Linked DNA regions of Macaca mulatta: region 2 is linked to region 1. A link is a contact called in public Hi-C data. All regions are on one chromosome and are shown on one strand. The core of a region is the stretch at or near the end of the contact, and the rest is flanking DNA. Distances in the headings are between cores, read along the strand shown. Region 1 holds the start of ZNF606 (zinc finger protein 606). Region 2 holds the start of ZNF135 (zinc finger protein 135).

Region 1 (3,583 bases), core at 631-3,130:
AGCCTAGGAGTTTGAGAGCAGCCTGGGCAATGTGGCAAAACCCTGTCTCTACAAAAAATACAAAAGTTAGCTGGGCGTGGTGGCAGGCATCTATAGTCCCTGCTACTCTGGGGGCTGAGGTGGGAGGGTCATTTCAGCCTGGGAGGTCATGGCTGTAGTGAGCCAAGATGGCCCCACTGCACTCTAGCTTGAACAACATCCTGTCTCAATAAATAGGCTGGGTACAGTGGCTCACACCAGTAATCCCAGCACTTTGAGTGACCGAGGCGGTGGACCACCTGAGGTCAGGAGTATGAGACCAGCCTGGCCAACATGGTGAACCCCATCTCTACTAAAAATACAAAAAATTTGCTGGGCGTGGTGGCAGACGCCTGTAATCCCAGCTACTTGGGAAGCTGAGGCAGGAGAATCGCTTGAACCTGGGAGGCAGAGGTTGCAGTGAGCCGAGATCACGCCATTGCACTCCAGCCTGGGCAACAAAAGCAAAACTCTGACCAAAAAAAAAACCAAACCAAAATAATAAGTAAAAACGTGCAAGCAGCAAGCAGTGGGTGCATGAAAAGTGGGTCTCTCACTGAGGTACTGCGTGAGGGAAGACAACCAGCCCAGATCAGACCCTAGGAGCAGTGGGAATGAGGGTGGACAAATACACGAGGAGAGTGAGGAGCACAGGGACTGGGTATGGGGAGGGGAGTGAGCAAGGAAGCTCTGGGCTAGAGTCATCCCTTTTTTTTTTTTTTTGAGACGAAGTCTCGCTCTGTCACCCAGGCTGGAGTGCAGTGGCCGGATCTCAGCTCACTGCAAGCTCCGCCTCCCGGGTTTATGCCATTCTCCTACCTCAGCCTCCCAAGTAGTTGGGACTACAGGCGCTCGCCACCTCGCCCGGCTAATTTTTTTTGTATTTTTTAGTAGAGACGGGGTTTCACCGTGTTAGCCAGAATGGTCTCCATCTCCTGACCTTGTGCCCGCCCGTCTCGGCCTCCCAAAGTGCTGGGATTACAGGCTTGAGCCACCGCGCCCGACCTAGAGTCATCCTTAACAGAGGTGAGGAGGCGGCTCTGTGAGGATCCCAAAGGGGCGTCAATGGGCTTTGCCAAGCGGATCCTCCAGGATCAGGCTGGGGGTCAGCACCTCAGGCTCCTTCATTTTTAGCCTCCCTGTTTGTGTTTTTTAATGGCAGCCGCCAAGGCAGTGTCCTTAACCGTGCTCCCTGCTCTATTTCCCAGCGCCTCTCCATATATATGTGTGTGTGTATGTATACATTTTTTTTTTTTTTTTGAGATGGAATGTTGCTCTTGCTGCCCAGGCTGGAGTGCAATGGCACAATATCGGCTCACTGCAGCCTCCAACTCCCCGGTTCAAGCGATTCTCCTGCCTCAGCCTCCCGAGTAGCTGGGTATAGGTGCCTGCCACCACGCCCGGCTAATTTTTGGTATTCTTAGTAGAGACGAGGTTTCATCATGTTGGCCAGACTGGTCTCGAACTCCTGACCTCAGGCGATCCACCTGCCTTGGCCTCCCAACGTGTTGGGATTACAAGCGTGAGCCATCGCGCCCGGCCTATTTTTTTTCCTTAAGGCCAGGTCTTGCTCTGTTGCCCAGGCTGAAGTGCAGTGGTGCGATCCTAGCTCACTGCAACCTTGACCTCCCGAGCTCAAGCAATCCTTCCACCGCAGCCTTCTGTAGTAGACTACAGGCGCGCGCCATCACACCGGGCTAATTTTTGTGGTTTTTTTTTGGTAGAGATGGGGTCTCACTATGTTGCCCAGGGTGGTGTCAAACTCCTGAACTCAATCGATCCTCCCGCCACAGCTTCCCAAAATGCTGAGATTACAGGAATGAGCCACCGCGCCCGAACTGCTCCATACATATTGATACAGGAAAACTCACAGGATGCGTCGCTGGTAATCCATGCTCCCATAAAGCCTGGCCTCTAGAAAGAGACCTGGGAACGAGCCCTGACGTTCTCAGCCGTGGGGCTTCACAGAGAGGGGTACCTCGAATTAGGTTCCTTATCTTAAATAAAGAGAATAAGAGCAGCCACTTTCTCACAATCTTGCGAACGCCAAATGGAAGGATCCCTCGAGAGCGCTGAGAACTCGCCGAGCTCCTCCCGGGAAACCCGGGATCACGAGGCGCCATTTTGCGGACGGGCAAACTGAGGCCCGCGGCGCCGCGACTTACCCAGGCCCTTTTGCAGTGGGAGGCGGCGGTGGAAGAGGGTGGTCTCGGGCCGGGACAACGTAGTACACCCTGCCGCCGGCTTCGACGCAGCTGCCAGAATGGTCCCTACCCCGCCCAAGTAGGGCGGTGCGAGGCGGGGCGGCCCACGCAGCCGTCACGGCGGCGCAGCTGCCCGACGCCGGAAGTGCCCGCCTGGAACTCCAGCTCCCAGAAGACCCTGCGGCGCGCCCCGGTCGAAGCCGGGGGAGCAGCCGCCATTGTCCGCGGCTGAGGCGAGGCCTTTGCTCGGGCTGTAGGGCTGCGGTAGCTGCGGGGCTCGGGGGTCGGGAGAGCCGGCGGGGAAAGGCGGTGCCAGGGCGGGTCCTGCGCCTGCCCTTTCCGCGCCGGCTTTGCGCCCTCGTTGCCTTCGGCTCTCCAGCCAGCAGCCTGCCTCCGGCCTCCCGCCTCCGGGCGCTCTTCCTTGTCTGGCCGGACGGGCCTGGGTGAACTCTGCAAGTCGGCTCCGCGCGCCTTTGTCCCCGAGGCCGCGCCTAGAGCTCCCAAGCGCACTGCTGGGCCGGACGTCGGCGCGGGACAAAAGCCAAACGCCCCAGGCGAGGCGACCCCGAGCCTGCTGCGCCGCTTTCAAGGGGGACCGGCGGCTGCAAGCCAGGTGAGGCCGGGACGAGCTTCTGCAGCGTCGCGGCCGCGTCGGTCTTGCGGAGGAAATTTGGGTCGGTAGCTCTGGAAGCAGGTGATAAGGATGCTTCTGAGGCCATTGATGGGACGAATAACCCCGTTCATTCCCCAGCCGGCATTTCTCTCCCTGCCAGTTCACACAAAGCACTGTGAAGGACGTCAGACCTGGGTTGGAAACAGCTCCGGGTTCCCTTAAACATGCAGTGACGGTGGCGGTCACTGTCAAGTTGCAAATAACGGTGCAAAATACGGTTTGCATTCTGCGTTTTCGCGCTGATTCCGGTGCTCCTGAGGCCCACTGTGTGTTCTAGTGCTTTATACACATACCCAGGAATCCATTCGAGAGGTTGCTGACTTGTACAAAGATCTGGAACCTGAGGAGTTAGGGGTCTGGGCGCCAGGCCCATCCCTAAGTCCTCCAGACACACACAAGCTTAGGCTTAGTAAATCTTGGACGTGAATTTCTTTTGGAGGTGGGATTAAATTTGCTTAACGTTCACCACTTTAACCACTTTAAAGTGTGTAATTCACTGGTTTTATTGTATATTAATAAAATTGTGCAACCATCCCCATTATCTAATTTTAGAACATTTCGTCACCCCACAAAGAAACCCTTGTTCCCATTAAGCAGTCACTCCCCATTTCATTTTTCCCCCAGCTCTAGGCAACCACTAATATATGAGGATTGCAAGTTGATTTTACAATAATTGTTGTCAATCCAA
Region 2 (3,583 bases), core at 602-3,101, 42 kb before region 1:
GGCTCACTGCAAGCTCCGCCTCCCGGGTTCACGCCATTCTCCTGCCTCAGCCTCCCGAGTAGCTGGGACTACAGGCGCCCGCCACCTCGCCCGGCTAATTTTTTCTATTTTTAGTAGAGACGGGGTTTCACCGTGTTAGCCAGCATGGTCTTGATATCCTGACTTTGTGATCCGCCCGCCTCGGCCTCCCAAAGTGCTGGGATTACAGGCGTGAGCCACCGCGCCCGGCCTGAATCTGAGTTTTTTAATTTTTTAGAGACTGGGTCTCGCTGTCATCCAGGCTGGAGTGCAGTGGCACGATCATGGCTCACTGCAGCCTCCAATTCCTGGGCTCAAGCAATCCTCCCCCGTAGCTGGGCTTATGGATACAGCTACGAGCCACCGCACCAGTCCCCTTGTATGGGTTTTCTGACATTCCCACAGGAGGCCGGTTTCTTTCGGGGGCTTATGGGTGGGGTTAATGTCATCATAAAAAGGCGAGTTCCGCCCCCTTGGCCTCCAAGCCGTCTGAGGAAGCGGCACTCGATGCGCCATCTTGGAGCGCAGAGCATGCGAAGGCCTTCAACTTCAGACTGCAGAGTCAGGGCACCTACAGTTGTCTGACATCACCCAGCCTCAGGTATGCAATGACGGCCGCACAAACATAAAGCCCACTCAGACCGGGACCCGTGCCCGCTGACCGCCAGCGCAGCGTGGGCAGAGCAGAGGCTGTGGTTGGGGAGCCTGGCGCGGACTTCAGGAGGCCGGGCGTGCAGGCAGAGGCCGAGCACGAGCAGAGGCCGGGCACGGAGTAGGGGCCCGGCGCAAGGAGGAGGCTACGCGCGAGTAGGGACGGGGTGCAAAGAGGAGGCCGGGTGTGAGGAGGCCGCGCACGAGAAGGAAGCCGGGCACGAGGTGGAGAACACGCGCGAGTCCGAGATTCTCACCGGGTCTGTGGAGACGCGCAGCCCAGGGGTCATGCCCTGGCTTCTGGCAGGAACGGCTGACCCTGCTCTGTGGGAAAGGGGAGGTGAGCAGCTGGGAGGCCGAGGCGGTGCTCAGGTCCCCAAGCCGCGGAAGTGCGCCAGAGCCTAGCTCCGTGGAGAGCCCTCCAGGGCCCCGCGTACCCGTTTAAGCGCCTGCTGTGTGTGGGGCGGCCCCCCGCGCGGGGAAGGGCAGCCTAGGGTTTCCCCACCTGTCTGAGGGAAGCTGAGGGCCTGGCGGGTGCCGACACATGCCTGCTGCGCAGACTCTGGGCCTTAACGCTACAGTGACAAGGACCGGGTGGTTGCGGTCCCCTGGCCCTGGGCATTGTGCCTCACTTTCCCTCTTCTATCAACAAGGGTGGCGGCCCAGTGCCCGGTGTAGGGCAGCAGTGGGGCCGGGGGCGGGGCGCGCGTTCCCTCAGGGGCTGTCGGAGCAGCTCCAGTACAGCTGAGCGTTGGGCCCCGCCCTCCTCTCAGACCAGGGATGCCTCCCAAATCCTGTCCCCGCCAGCCCCGAAACGGCCTTCCCCAGGCCCCGGGCAGCAAAACGGACTCCACACAGACGCGCGCTGCTGGAAACTCGCCCCGCCAGGGCCCCAGGAAGATCCCCGGACCCCTGCACCCGGCCCGGCCCAGCCTGGCCTCCCCTCCCCCACCTCGCCGGCCTAGCTCACCCGCCTGACGGCTAGACAAAGGCCGCGGCACCGGCGGCCGACACTGCGCCTGCGCGCGCCTGACTCCATTTCCCGGAAAGCCGCGCGCGCATTTCCGGCCTCGGGTCCCCAAGTCGCTGTCCTTGGCTTTGGCGGCCTCTCAGTGCTGCTGGAGCTGGAGTCACCGGGCCTGGTGAAACAGGGCGTGGGAGGTGCCTGGGCATCAACGCGGGATCGGGGCCACCTGGAACGCCGTGAGCTCCCGGCGCGACCACACGGGCTTTCGTGTTGGAAACTCCACGTCAGCTTTGTTGCTGCAAACAAAGCAGTGGTTTTTCAAAACACATACTTCAAACCAAAGCATTCACCAAGATCGCACGCACGGGAGTCTTTGCATTTTCCACACTGAGGCAGCCCTGGAGACTTCCTGTTGTATTTATTACATGGTTATAAGGAACATAATGTGCAAGACACTAACAATTATGACGACTTCGGACATTGCTAGGTAGTCAAAATTGTGCATTTGAACAGCAGTATAATATTCAAAGCTGGTGTGTTCTCGCGGACAAGAAATGAATTGTCATTTTTTGAACATTCACCAAAGCCTGCCAGGCGCTAGGCCCAGGTTCAGCAGCACACAGTAGCGAAGCCCCCATTCAAGCGGGCTTCGTTTCACCAGCATACATCACACATGCATGGAGCAGCCAGGCGAGAGGAGCTGGGAAAGCCAGGGCTGAGCCTTGTGCTTTTGCTCTTTTAAGAGAGGACTGATTAATTCCAATCAGCCTGGGCTTGGGAACTGTATTTGAAGCTGCGGAAAAGTTTTAAGACAGGGGCATTTTTTTTTCTTTGACTGAACTCTGAAAACAGCAGAGAACACAATACGAATTCTCATACCACACACAGACACTTGAAAAGATTTAGCTGGTTGACACATAAGTTAAGACTTTAAATGTCATAAGCCCTAAAACAGTGGCAGTTATGAAGAGATATAATGGCTCAAAATCATAATGCACTGATGTAAACAAAGCAAAGGCAAGCTTCTAGGCTTTTAAGGGTGTCCTGTACGTTCCAAGAGCTGTAAAGCCCCACATTAGTGACCGTCACACTGAAAGCCAGCCTGCTTTTCACTCTACTGCAGTAAAGAGGCTTTCCATTGTACATAAAATGCCATTTTTCAGTTCTCTCACTCACAAACCCAAATGCCACAAAACATTTTGTGTGTCTATGTTTTTCTTTCACAAAATGTATACTCTTTTGTCCCCTGCCCCCACCCCACCTCCTCCACCCGTTTCCTTTTACTGGATCAAAAGGTATGAACACACAACTTATGGTGAAGTCTTTTTCCCAAGCGGTCTGATAGTCCTGGTGAGACGCTGTCGGTGGTGCCACACTGAGCTTGCTCAGCCCTGATGGTGGCCAGGCGGCCCTGCCCAGCTCCCTCACACTTGCCCCTCTGTTTCCTTCCTCAGACCTTCTGATCCTCGGTTTTTCTCAGCCAGGTTTCTAAACCGTACATGCCAGCAGGGGCGGGCTCTTTCTACAGGGGCAGGTGCTGCTTGGCTCCAGCCAAGTGGGGTCTTGCAGACTGGTAAGCCCAGCGTCCCAGGTCTGGATTTCTCAAAAGAACCCAGAGATCGTGATTTCTGTGTGAAATCTCTTGATTTTTTTTTTTTTTTTTTTTTTTTTTTTTTTTGAGGCGGAGTCTCGCTCTGTCGCCCAGGCTGGAGTGCAGTGGCGCGATCTCGGCTCACTGCAAGCTCCGCCTCCCGGGTTCCCGCCATTCTCCTGCCTCAGCCTCCCGAGTAGCTAGGACTACAGGCGCCGCCACCGCGCCCGGCTAATTTTTTTGTATTTTTAGTGGAGACGGGGTTTCATTGTGTTAGCCAGGATGGTCTCGATCTCCTGACCTCGTGATCCGCCCGTCTCGGCCTCCCAAAGTGCTGGGATTACAGGCTTGAGCCA

What was found. A called contact is a pair of places that touch in the nucleus more often than the background predicts.
Region 2: a Hi-C map of fetal cortical plate shows a contact between it and region 1, with 2.5 times the contacts expected there. The contact joins the promoter of ZNF135 here to the promoter of ZNF606 in region 1. A contact is called at or near these places in 3 of 14 Hi-C or Micro-C datasets (cortical neurons, fetal cortex germinal zone and fetal cortical plate).

Annotation. Positions count from the first base shown.
Region 1 is chr19:70,143,501-70,147,083 of T2T-MMU8v2.0, reverse strand. ZNF606 (zinc finger protein 606) reads left to right here and starts at 1,880. Exons shown (of 7, transcript XM_077980111.1): 1 at 1,880-2,455. It also overlaps the pseudogene LOC106994879.
Region 2 is chr19:70,184,982-70,188,564 of T2T-MMU8v2.0, reverse strand. ZNF135 (zinc finger protein 135) reads right to left here and starts at 1,851. Exons shown (of 3, transcript XM_077980144.1): 1 at 1,640-1,851. The coding sequence starts at 1,708.